2 separate regions of the Mus musculus genome follow, and region 1 is linked to region 2. Evidence: chromatin contacts called from public HiChIP or PLAC-seq data. All regions are on one chromosome and are shown on one strand. The core of a region is the stretch at or near the end of the contact, and the rest is flanking DNA. Distances in the headings are between cores, read along the strand shown.

Evidence for each region. HiChIP or PLAC-seq counts read pairs in DNA pulled down with a chosen protein or histone mark.
Region 1: a contact with region 2 is called in an H3K4me3 HiChIP or PLAC-seq map of embryonic limb bud, with 6 times the contacts expected there. The contact joins the enhancer-like site here to the promoter of Plpp3 in region 2. A contact is called at or near these places in 8 of 39 promoter capture datasets (3T3-L1-derived adipocytes, the C10 cell line, the HPC-7 cell line and 5 more), 1 of 15 datasets of contacts at CTCF or cohesin (the NIH/3T3 cell line), 8 of 484 Hi-C or Micro-C datasets (cardiomyocytes, cerebellum, embryonic stem cells and 2 more), 16 of 115 datasets of contacts at active chromatin or transcription factors (the NIH/3T3 cell line, craniofacial prominence, embryonic forebrain and 7 more) and 2 of 9 other capture datasets (embryonic stem cells and pancreatic islet).

The regions. Positions count from the first base shown.
Region 1 is chr4:105,684,386-105,690,543 of GRCm38.p6, forward strand. No RefSeq gene overlaps it. Among named protein-coding and RNA genes, the nearest start is that of Gm29922, 160 kb to the right of the region's middle. Within about 2 kb of position 4,191, at least 3 of the 459 cell types and tissues checked have an H3K27ac peak or open chromatin away from gene starts, as enhancers often do. A contact at or near this core is called in embryonic limb bud, where this site is marked.
Region 2 is chr4:105,154,778-105,161,559 of GRCm38.p6, forward strand. Plpp3 (phospholipid phosphatase 3) reads left to right here and starts at 2,570. Exons shown (of 6, transcript NM_080555.2): 1 at 2,570-3,186. The coding sequence starts at 3,048. It overlaps Gm29838 (a long non-coding RNA gene), which reads right to left and starts at 1,894. Exons shown (of 2, transcript XR_376486.3): 1 at 1-1,894.

The DNA of each region.
Region 1 (6,158 bases), core at 2,941-5,440, 530 kb after region 2:
AGTGGATCAAGGAACTCCACATAAAACCAGAGACAGTGAAACTTATAGAGGAGAATGTGGGGAAAAGCCTCAAAGATATGGGCACAGGGGAAAAATTCCTGAATAGAACAGCAATGGCTTGTGCTGTAAGATCGAGAATCGATAAATGGGACCTCATAAAATTGCAAAGCTTCTGCAAGGCAAAAGACACCGTCAATAAGACAAAAGGCCACCAACAGATTGGGAAAGGATTTTTCCCTATCCTAAATCAGATAGAGGACTAATATCAAATATATATAAAGAACTCAAGAAGGTGGACTCCAGAAAATCAAATAACTCCATTAAAAATGGGGCTCAGAGTTAAACAAAGAATTCTTACCTGAGGAATACCAAATGGCTGAGAAGCACCTGAAAAAATGCTCAGCATCCTTAATCATCAGGGAAATGCAAATTAAAACAACCCTGAGATTGCATCTCACACCAGTCAGAATGGCTAAGATCAAAAATTCAGGTAACAGCAGATGCTAGCAAGAATGTGGAGAAAGATGAACACTCCTCCATTGTTGGTGGGATTGCAAGCTTGTACAACCACCCTGGAAATCAGTCTGATGGTTCCTCAAAAAATTGGACATAGTACTACTGGAGGATCCCGCAATACCTCTCCTGGGCATATATCCAGAAGATGTTACAACTGGTAAGAAGAACACATTCTCCACTATGTTCATAGCAGCCTTATTTATAATAGCCAGAAGCTGGAAAGAACCCAGATGCTCCTCAACAGAGTAATGGATACAGAAAATGTGGTACATTTACACAATGGAATACTACTCAGCTATTAAAAAGAATGAATTTATGAAATCCCCAGGCAAATGGATGGACCTGGAGGGCATCATCCTGAGTGAGGTAACTCAATCACAATAGAACTCACATGATATGTAATCTCTGATAAGTGGATATAAGCCCAGAACCTTAGAATACCCAAAATATAAGATACAATTTGTGAAACACATTAAGCTCGGGAAGAACAAAGACCAAGGTGTGGATACTTTGCCCCTTCTTGGAATTGGGAGCAAGGCACTCATGGAAGGAGCTACAGAGACAGAGTTTGGAGCTGAGACGAAAGGATGGACCATCTAGAGGCTGCCATACCCGGGGATCCATCCCATAATTAGCCTCCAAACACTGACACCATTGCATACACTAGCAAGCGTTTGGTGCAAGGACACTGATATAGCTGTTTCTTGTGAGACTATTCTGGGGCCTAGCAAACACAGAAGTGGATGCTCACAGTCAGCTATTAGATGGATTACAGGGCCCCCAATGGAGCAGCTGGAGAAAGTACCCAGGGAGCTAAGGGGAACTGCAACCCTATAGGTGGAACAACAATATGAACTAACCAGTACCCCTCCCCCCTTCCCAGAGCTCATGTCTCTAGCTGCATATGTATCAGAAGATGGCCTGGCCGGCCATCAGTGGAAAGAGAGGCCCATTGGTCGTGCAGACTTTATATGCCTCTGTACAGGGGAATGACAGGGCCAAGAGGTGGGAGTGGGTGGGTGGGGGAGTGGGTGTGGGAGGGTGTGGGGGACTTTTGGGATAGCACTGGAAATGTAAATGAAATAAATACCCAATAATAAAAAATTAAAACTAAATTAAAAAATCAGTCTCCAAATTTATATACTATTTGTATTTGAAATAGTTGGGCCTTTGTGAGGTGATTGAGGCTAGAAAAAAAGCATGAAGAGGCAGGATGGAGATAGTAGCCTTTTAAAAAGATGAAGGAAATTCTGGACACGTTTTTCCCTAGGTCTCAGAAAAACATACTCTTTCCTGTCTCAGAGTGCTACTAGTGAACTCTCACCAAATGGTGACACCCAGATATAGCACTCCTAGTCCAGAGACTGTCAGAAACAAATGCCTTTATACATTAATCATTCTATGTATCCTGTTTCAAAAGCAAAAAAAAAAAAAAAAAAAACAAAAAAAAAACCACACACACACAAAAACATGAATGAAGACAATGGTGATATTGTTATTTTTATTTGAGGTGAAGTCTTAGTATGTAGCCTATCCTGGATTTAAACTCTTAATTCCCCTTATTGAGCTACTCAAGAGCTATGGTTACAGCTGTGCACTACCATTCAGAGCCTTTGAATTTTGTATTATTGTTATTTCTATTATGAAAACTCTCTCCCAGATCAATAAAAATGCATGTGGACTTGAACTTTGGGGGAGTCATAAAGGAGAACCAGTCATCTATACAGTTGTTTTCTCTCCCATCATCTCATCTGCAAGGTCCTCAGCATCTCCTTAGATATTGGAGGTGGGATATTTACACATCTGCTTCTTGATACACTTGATACACTGTTTTAGTTTTTGAGCCTTCTGCCTAGCAAGCACAGCTGATACATTTTAAGCATAAGAACAGCAACTGTAGAGCACACGTATGTAACAGGCTCAGAGTTCGAGCAATATTGGTCCCTGAAAGGATACTTGGTCAAGGTTCAGAATGCTTTAGAGAATGGGGATATGGGGATTTAATTGAAGAGGCTGAGAAATGCAGAGAGAGAGAGAGAGAGAGAGAGAGAGAGAGAGAGAGAGAGAGAGAGAGAGAGAGAGAGAGAGAGAGAGAGAGAGATGGGATAAACAACAGTAAGGATTTTTAGGGGATAAAAAGGCCACAGGGAAGCATATTATTTTATGTTTTCCTAAAATTACATATAAGTACATGTGCATATATATATGTGTGTAGTTTAAATGAAGTTACACCATTAGGAAGATAGCATTCTCCTCGAGTGCAACCGTTGACCCAACCAAAAAAAAAAAAAAAAATCCCAATATCAGAAATGAGAAACCTCCGTCCAAGTTGTTGATCTCAGGGGAATCCAAATAACCCACCAGACAATAAAGGCTGCTGCAATTACTCTTGAAGGCCTCCCAGAATTTGAAGATAGGCTATATTGCTGAGGACACCATATAAGTCAAGACAGAAAGAAGCCTTGTAGAAATTCAGCTGGAACTAACCGGCAAGCTTTCATCCTGAGCTCTAGCTCTCCCGTGGGACTGAAAGGTTTTATGCAAGCAACTAAAGGAGCAAGTCAATCAATAGCTCTGCTAATCTGTGATGCCTACAAACTACAACAGCCAACACAGCAAGTATTCTCCAAATGTACAAGGGCGGCGCTTATATCTCAGGTGAATCCAACAGCTGTCTAATCGGACTAGAGTGGCTTTTGAACTTCAGTTCCCTCAGCTTGTTTGAACCAGAAGCAGCAGCAACACAACAAGCTTTCCCCTTCCTCCCTCTCGCTCTCAGGGGAAGAACGAAGAAAGGGACTAAATGGTCACATAAAGGACAGGTCAAGGCCCACGGCTGAGAAGAGGGGAAGAGATGTGGCTCTAACCAATTCCCTCCTTTCAGCCAACCCCGCAGATCACAGGAAATGTGCAGATACAGACACCCATAGCCAAACACCGAATGGAGCTTGGGGACTCTTACAGAAGATCAGGAGGAAAGATTACAGGCCCTGTAGGGGATAGGAACTCCACAGGAAGACCAACAGAATCAACTAGCCTGAACTCTTGGAGATCTCAGAGTCTGAACCGCCAACCAAAGAGCATACATGGGCTGGACCTAGGCCTCCCCACACATAGGTAGCAGATGTGCAGCTCAGTCTTCATGTGGGTCCTGAATAACTGGAATATGGGAGGCTGTGATTGGATGGGGGTGGGGGCAGTGAGCTGGATGTAAAGTGAATAAGAAAAAAAAAAGGAAAAGAAATGTGTAATAACAGAAGGTAACCCTGGAAATAGCTAGAAAAACAAGAGTCCTGGCTATGGAAACTGACTGGAGATATGGGGCAAACCTCAAAGAGAATGGCCTAGAAAGGGCTCAAAAGCTATCAGCGCAGACCTGACCCAACCCATTAAGCACGCATGGACTCTCATGAACTGAGACTTCACTGCTAGCTGTTTTCCCTGTCACCAGCTGTAACGTATTTACTCGTAAGCCGTTCTGCGACTATAGTAATTCTAGAGCACACGTTACAATTATTTTTACAGGTTGTTGACTTTTCACAGAACTTAGGAGTTAAAGATGGAGGGGGGTGGAACTGATGAAGTGTATTCACAGATGCTCGGGTCAGGTGGCTCTGCCAGCCGCACCTTCTCCTGACTTCTGCTGATTAAGTCAGGTGCCAAAGTGGTGCAGAAACACGAGCAGATGAGTAGATTGCACTGTATTCCAGCTGTGCTCCGGAGACCGTTGCACACATTATAATGAGCCTTGGAACTGCGTGGGTTTTCGGCAACTTCGCTCCCTTCCATCTGTAGAAAGGGCACTCCTGAGGTAGCGCATTCCCACAGGCTAACATTGTCAGCAAATGGTCCAAACTGTGGTCTGGTAGCAAAGACACGATTCTCTCTCTCTTTCCCCTTTATGCATTTGGAACCTAAATTCTGGAGACTCGAGAGTCTCTGTCACCCTCAGAAAGTGCTAATGAATTAGAATGTCATCAGATTCTTCAGTTCCACGGCTTTCCTCCCTGCCATTATATGGCTGTTCTCCGTCTCTGACCTACCCAGCCCTTCTCCCTTCTCACTTACAGGTCATGTGAATTTCCGTGAAAATGAGATGCATATGTTTCCTATTCATTTGCACTTAACTCACTAAAATATGATTTTGAGAGAATAGATTTGCAGAGAAATACATTTTTTAAAAGCTTTTTCTCCCTGGAAAACAGGATGCCTTCTCTCGCCAAAATCATAAAAACTTCAAACTTCCAGTATTAGGGTTCAGCCTAAAGCTTAGGAATAATGGTTTGGGGGAGCTGTAATTGTAGACTGGCACTTTGCTCCCAGCCAGGTGCTGAGGGATGTGAGACGCCCTAGTGGTGTCAGGTGAAGACTTTGTGGTGTCCAGTTAAGCAAGTGGATATGGACATTGTAGCAAAGTACTGTGCAGGTTTTAGGATCAAAACTGATGTCAAAAATCACATTGTTCAACGTGTCAAGAAACTGAGGCTCTGTGAAAAGCTCACACTGTCTCTCTCTCTCTCTTCCCCCCTTCCCCTTCCCCGTGTGTGTGTGTATGTGTGTGTGTGTGTGTGTGTGTGTGTGTGTGTGCGCGCGCGCGCGCGCATACATGCATTTCAGATCCAAAGTTGGACCTAAATTCCTGCTTCCTGGACTCCCAAGTCTACTGATTTTTCTAAACTAGCTTTCTAACTCATCATATGAATGTAGACATGGATTTTACTGAAAGTCTCCTCCACATACACTCTGCCTTTGGATCTGATCCTGAGATCACACCAAATAGTAAGGACACATTTTCTTTCTCTAGGGCAGAAAAGGAGATCCTGGTTTGTATGGAGGAGCAGTGGCTCCTGTCCACTTGAGAAAGTAACTCTAATCCTAGAGGAGTATATCACAGATGATAGTAAGTCCTTCTTTACACATAAAAAGTAGGAAACTGGTAGGTTAATAATAAGTGGTCTTACAAAGTACCTTATATATAGTTCAATAACACCATATTAATCATTAATAATTAAATAATAATATACATGTTTTTAAGTAAGAGCTTTGTAGTTGGTCAGACTTTACTATGTGATCAGTTATGTAACCGTAGGCAAGGGTGACCTTCATAACCCTTGGCAAGTCATAACTTTGTGTAAATGTCTTTGTCAACACTAATCTACAGAATAGTGTGAGGATTAGAGAACCCAGGCACGTGTCTCATACGTGCAAAGTGGGACACTCTCATTCTGAAGGTGTTGAACACTCATGAGGTACCAGGCACTGTGCTTCATAACAGTCATCTTGGATCACAACAACAGTAAGTAGATGCTATTATCAGCCTTTTTGGTTAAGTGAAGAAACAACAGGTTAACTACCGGGGCCAAGGCAGAGACCCCACCTGGAAACCTACTTTCTGTCATGTCTCTTTAACCCATTACTGTTTTCATTAAAATATTAAATAATGTCATGCACACACGTGCGCTTGCGCACACACACACACACACACACACACACACACACACACACACAGGAGTACAGGTATACAGAAAAGCTAGTAGAGGACATCAGGTTTCCCTGAGCTGGAGTTATAGGCAGCTGTGAGTCACTCAATAGGGCGAGAGAATTTGGGTCCCCTACAGAGCAGCAAACACTCTTAACTGCCA
Region 2 (6,782 bases), core at 1,320-3,819:
CTCCTTCAGATCTCTAAGACAGGCTTCAGGGTTCAGGCCTTGAAGCAGCAAGTTATGGCCACTTGTGCAAGGGAATGAAGCCGGAGTGGGAAGTGGGAGCGCAGATGCTGGAGGACCCAAGGTGGGCGGCAGGTTAGAGCAGGCGGCAGAAGCTGCCTTTCTGTGCTGATTGGAATTCTGAAGATTTGGCACATTGAATTTCAAGGAGGTTTCTGCACGTGAAGAAGAGGATTGTGAGCATGGAAGAACCTCGGGTACCCAGAATTCCTTTTAGAGTGCTGTTAATTATAACATTAGCTTCGCATTGTTGCTGCTGTTTTCCCAGGTGAGGCTGTGCTGCTTCTCCTGAAGGGGGTTTCAAGGAACTTCTCTTAGATGCCAAGGGGCCTCACCTGCTCTCCTTTGATGGGCGGGATGCCTCTGATTGGCAGCTGACACGTCCGCTCCAGCACTTTCTTGGTGCATCTTGCTTTCAGAAGACAGGACTTTGCCTTTCCTTGCCAGTCTCATCGTTAATTAGGTCCAATGTGGGCTTAATTCAGCATACCTCAAACCCTGAGCACTACAGAGGCTCACTGAGGATAATCAACGGTCCCACGTCAAAGGCCATTTACACAAATGACTAGTTTTTGTTAACTGACACCAAGTTAGACTGAGTGTTGCACGAGTGGCCTAGGCGAAATATTGAAGGTAAAATTAATCCTGTGCTGGAACCAAGCAGGACAAGGAGAGGGGGTGAAAGATCAGGGTGCACCGGAGGAGAAACAGTGTGCTAGTTGAGGGGAGGAAGGTTTATGATGTAGGTAGAGGGGTGGGACCGAAGCGGTAGGCAATAAAAGGGATACTCAAGAGGGCTGGCGGTGGGATACAGAGTTATGGAGTGGCCCACTAGGGCAGTCGGATATCATTTGTACTATCCATCCAAAAGCTAGGACTTGGAGCTGGGGAGATGGCTCCGTGATTAAGAGCAACTAGTGTTCTTGCAGAGGACCCAGATTGGGTTCCCAGCACCCACACAGTGGCTCCCAGTCATCTGTAACTCCAGTTGTAGGGATCTAACAGCCCTCCTTGGCCTTTGTGAGTGCTTCGAGCATATGGCACACAGACATACATGCAGGCAAAACACTAGTCTGTATAGACTGATATAGAATACTAGATAGAATAATCTTTTTATAAAAACTAGAACCAGCTGCATCTAATTCCAGCTCTCGAGAGGCAGAGGCAGGCAGATCTATCTCTGTGAGTCTGAGGCCAGCCTGGTCTACATAGTGAGTTCTAAGACATATTAGGGCTAGAGAGAGAGAGAGAGACCCTGTCTCAAACAAACAAACAAACAACAATGCTAGAACCATTGAGCCATTTCCACCTCTGTATTATAAAGACCCTTGGAAGAAATGTGCATTTGTATGCTATGTACTGTGCTCCAAGCTTGATACTAAGGAAAATGTAAGGGAGGGTCCTGACCCTTCAAGTGTTGATTCTCTTGAAGGAAAAAAAAACAAAAAACAAAAAACCAGCTCATAAAAAAGTAATCAACTTTAAAAATCATATAAAACCATATAAAAAGTATTCAAAGGGAAACATCAGATTCCTTGAAAGTCAAGGCCAATAATGCTCAGGTATGCCGGAGGCCAGCTGGACTAGGAAAGAGGCGGGCAGGCTTGGCTTTGGTTACCCACGTTCAGAACTAGTAGTATTGGCTCAACTCACCGAGCTCCTCTGTTGTGCAAGCTTTGCTGCAGAAGCACATGAGAAAGAATCAATTATATCTCCACCATGACTGCCTGGGGAGAAATATTTTGGTGTCTGTAGTTTACTCGCGGGGAAATTAAGGCACAGAGACATAGGATTCTAGAACAGGGGGTCTGGCTCTGGAGTCTCTTTTTTTTTCGGGGGGGGGGGGGGTGGAGGGGAGGTTCGAGACAGGGTTTTTCTGTGTAGTCCTGGCTGTCCTGGAACTCACTCGGTAGACTAGGTTGACCTTGAACTCAGAAATCCGCCTGCCTCTGCCTCTCAAGTGCTGGGATTAAAGGAGTGCGCCACCACCGCCCAGCCCGGAGTCTTTTACACCGTAGGATCTTCGGAATCTAGCACAATTATCCGGTGCTGAGCGTTAAAAGCAAAACAACAACCAACCTAGCTTTCCTTGAAAATTGAATTTTTAGGATAATCCAATTCAAGGCTGAAATTTGTAAATAAATAAACAAGTAAATAAAGAAAGCATTTTAGTATTATAGACCTCCCACCGATCCTCTCCCCACCTCTAATCAAAGGCCAGCAAGAAAAAAAAATTTTATTTATATGTTTTTTTTCCTCCCCTTTTGTGATGCTTTGGAGTTTCTGAACGCTAGGGGCTCCCTGATTCTCTGGTTTGAGAACAACTTTTTCTTTTACGATTTTTTTTTTTTTTTTTTTTTTGGAAAAGGGGTGGGGGAAATGTGGCCTTAATTATCCTACGTTTTAGGCAGCTTAAGGAAGGGGCTGTGCTTTCTGAATCTTGTTGGAGCCAAGTAAGGAGGTCCTTCTCCTCCCCCCTCGCTTTTTAAAGGCGCTCGTGAAATATAAGCTCAGAAAACAAACCGAGCGATCACAGCGGCAGCCCGGGCGGCAGCAGCAGGAGGAGGAGGAGCAGGAGGAGGAGGCAGAGTTGGAGTTGGGCAGACGCTGAGGAGAGCTAGCTGCAGGACGCTGCGGAGTTGCAGGGCTCCGCGCTGCTCCATTCATTAAGTAGCTGCGGAGGATCGTGGCGGGACGCCGACGCTGCCCACTCGCAAACTCCAGCACGCAGACGCACGCCAGCCGGACGCGTCCGGGGCAGCACAGTTCTGCAAAAGTTCCTGCTCGGGATTTGGCTCTCTTCCCCTTGGACTAGCGAACAGTTTGGGGTTGAGAGGAAAGCAGAGGCGCCCAGAGGGGAAACCTACCCGCGTCTGCAGTTGGAACTACTCCGCCGGGCTGCACTCTCGCCGCCGCGTCCCGAGCCCGCATACCCGCTCCTGAGCAGCGGCGGCCCGCATCGCCCCGGGAGGCTCCCCGCAGCCAGCGCCATGCAAAGCTACAAGTACGACAAGGCGATCGTCCCTGAGAGTAAGAACGGCGGCAGCCCGGCGCTCAACAACAACCCGAGGAAGGGCGGCAGCAAGCGGGTGCTGCTCATCTGCCTGGACCTCTTCTGCCTCTTCATGGGTGAGCGCAGTCCCACGGGTCCCACCCAACCCCTTCCGGGCCCCGGGCCCCGCTGCGCTGTCAGCCCCCAGGGTCCCGCAGCCATCTCCCCCACCCCCGGGCGCCGTGCTGGCCGCGAGCTCCCCGCCCTCCCGGACCCCCAATCCCCGGCCTGCGAATTCAAGTTGGGGCGTGCTTGTGCTTTCGCGGCAGCTGGAACCACCTCCTTAGGGGTGATCTCCAGCTGGGAGTCCGGCCCAGCACCTCGGAAGGTGTGAGCTCGAGCTCCAAGATATGGAGGAAACCTGTGGCTCTCTGCTCTGTATCCGAGTCAGATGCGAGTGAGACCCATCTCGGTCTCCGAGCAAGGCAGGCTCCTGCCGGAGTGGCGCTGCTCGTCCCGGCTGCATGTAAACATCCACCCCTTCCGTCGCGCTGCCTTGCAGGGCCAGTCGCGCTAGCCGGCCTTGTCACTCGCTACTCGCTTGGCTGAAAGCCCCAGAGGGTGGAACGCGGCTCTACCGGGCCAGGTGCTGGGCAGCGAGGAGCACATCACTTGTTGAGCGCCTACTGTGTGCCAGTTGATAGGCCGCTTCCCGGGCATCAGCTTTAAACTAGCTCACTCCCTGACTTGTGCCGGGAGGCCACTGAAAGAAAGGCTGCCTGCCACAGTCTTGCTTGGGGGCCACAGTGGAGCTACACTCCCTCAAAGTTGAGGCGCTAGCTCAACTATTAGAACAGATGCAAGTTTCAGCTGAAAGAGCGGTGGGAGGCTCAGGAATTGAAGTGGGAGAAAAAGGATTTATTAAACGGGGGGGGGGGGGGAGCAATTGACATACATCCAGGGTTGAAGTAAAAAAATAGGACTTTTTCCTTTAAAGCGACTTTTGATGTAAATGTGTGGAAAACTTGTCACCAAAGCATTGCCCCTCTGCCACCAGCTGGGTGTGCCACCTAAGTACCCCCTTGGCCTCAGTATCCTCCTCAGTTGAATGAGTGGATTCAAGTAGATGGTCTGTGAGGCCCCTTCCTGCATTAAGAACTCGGATGCCGTCCAGGAGCCGCTCTGCCAACACGGCTAACGGAAGAAACATCTGTGTTCCCAGTTAAGTTCCCCCAAAATAGAAAGAACTCCTGCACGGAGGCTTCATCCTTTTGGAAGGGGGTTAGCCGGGGCAGGCTGTGGCGACCTGGCTTAACTTCCTTCATTGAAGACTCTTAGGCAGTGGCCTCTTGTTCTTGCCGGACTACCTTCCTTAGAATTCTGTGAGACGATGGGTTTCTTAGAATTTAAAATTAAGAATGGCCCTCTTGTGATAGGGACAGTTGGAGGGAAGATTACGGGCTGTGAAAGGCCAGGGGGCTTACAGTAGTAGTTATGGAGATCCAATTCTCTGCTCAGATCCCAGGCGCTCAACCTTAGGATGCTATTCAGAGGACTTGTCACTGGGGGGCCTGCCTTCCTGGTGGCGGCAGGCTTATTATCATGCGTAGTGAGCCAGATGACTTAAGGTCTTATAATCAAGTTGTTGAATTTTTAAAAGACCCTTCCAGGTCCTGGGGTGAGGAGGAGGATGAGACCACTAAATACTTAGAAGCATAGAAGCTGGGTGCAGCAGCTACCTGGGCTGAGGCCTCCCAGGGTTTGAGTGTCTCCTTGGTGGGTGGGATCAGCACTTTCTCTGGTACCTGTGCTGGCAAGCCCCCTGCCTCCTGCTTTATCCTTAGGAAAGCAAGAGCTGGATTTCCGACGACAGCCTTCGCACCCATTGCTCTCCCTTCTAGACATTCTTCTGATGGTGGGTGGGGTGCACTTAGAAACGTTGCATTCTTATTAGAAGAAAGTGGTGTTAAGCCATGTGCAGAGAGTAATACCTGTTTAACTATAGTGTAAGCAGGGACGATGACACCCCGAGATGTTTTTCTGTGTGTTCAGGGTGGAATGTAGGGGTGTGGTACATGTGCATGCACTTCAACTCTTCATTTGCAGCAAGTGCCTCTCCAGAGTGAAAATTCTAAAACCAGTTGTCAAACTTCGGCATAAGCACAGACTATAGGACAGTATTACTGATTAAATACCTCCTGATACCTTTAATTGGAAAAACTATCTGTAAGATTAGCGTGTATCTTGAGGTAGTTATGCAACATAACTCTGTTTGGCTTCCAAAAGAAGATTTAATAATGCAACATGTGATTTTAATATTCTACGCACTGCTGTCCTAAAAAAAATGTTTCTACTTGGTTCAGTTTTTGCCTGAGACTGTCAGTATGATTTAATTTTTCTACAGTTTATTGATCATATGGTCCGCATTACAGGGTACTAATATATTAGGAAGAGAGACAGTTTTCTATTTATTCTCCCATAGGAATATAGACCAAGCTTCATCTCTTAGTATCTGGAAAAACTAAAAGCTGATGTTGCGATGTGCCTGTTATGTAAGTGGAAATATGCGAGTGGTGTAACTTGCTTCACATACCTTTTGGGAGTGTTAAATACTGGGTGAAAAACAAAAAGCCCACTCTTGTTTGAAAGCCAAGAGAATCCGGGATGAGAGAAGCCTGTTGGGAGCTTACCTGCGACCACAGTTACCTTTCTCCACTAATTGCTTTTAAATACAATTACAAGTCTTTGTCTCGTAGGTTTTCTGAAACCCTTTTTACTCCTCTTTTAGTAGGGTACCCCTTCTCACTTTCTCCTCACGTTAGTTCTGGGGTGTGGAGTGCCATGAGAACCCCAGAGATCTCCGGTTGTCTTAAACTCTATTAGCTGCCTTTAAAGATACAAGTCATTTAGTGTATGTTCCACTGTACCACTTATAAAGCCACCTCCATGGTGTAGAAAAGGCTCCTTTCAAGGAAGCCAGCTTCGGTTCTCCCCTGATTCTCAGCATCAGTGGAGTCCTGTATCCCACTTGGAGACTCCTAAAGCTGCGACCTCATGACAAATCCTAGAGCTGAGCCACAGAGCTGCCTGCCTCTTCACTTTCCCCAGGCATCCATTGGACCAAAGCAGGAGGATAAACAAGTTCTAATTCTTCTCATCGGAAGTACACAATGTAGGTGGCTAACAACCACACCATTCAGTCTGGTTGCTCTAAAACATTGATGGTTTTTATTTGCGATTAAATAGTAATGGTGATAACCTTACAGCTGGTCCCATACATGGTACTGGAAGAGTCATAGTTATTATTTGTGCATTATTCCTCATTGCTTTGTACTATTTGATGATGAGAGGGGCAGTGGGATAGAGAGAATGGAATGGAACCCTTACACACAGAAACTAAGGTTCCTTAGATGGTGACTGGTTGACTCTAAATCTACTTACATGTTTGTGGGCACACTGATTTTTCCTCTGGGCTTTATATTCTTTCCACTGCAAAATGGAGATTCTGTCTAAAATCCCAGGCCACTCTCCAATACACTGGGACCCAACTCTCATAGAGAAAAAGAAAACATTTCTGTATTTTTTTTTCCTAGAAACTACAGCAAAAAATGAAGAGCCCCCAGAGATGTGAGTTCTGATCTTGTACTGACTGCTCGCTGTGTGATTGGGACGAATTTACTTTCTGGGCATAGATTTCTTGGTATGGCAACAATGAGAGAGACCAGATCATCTT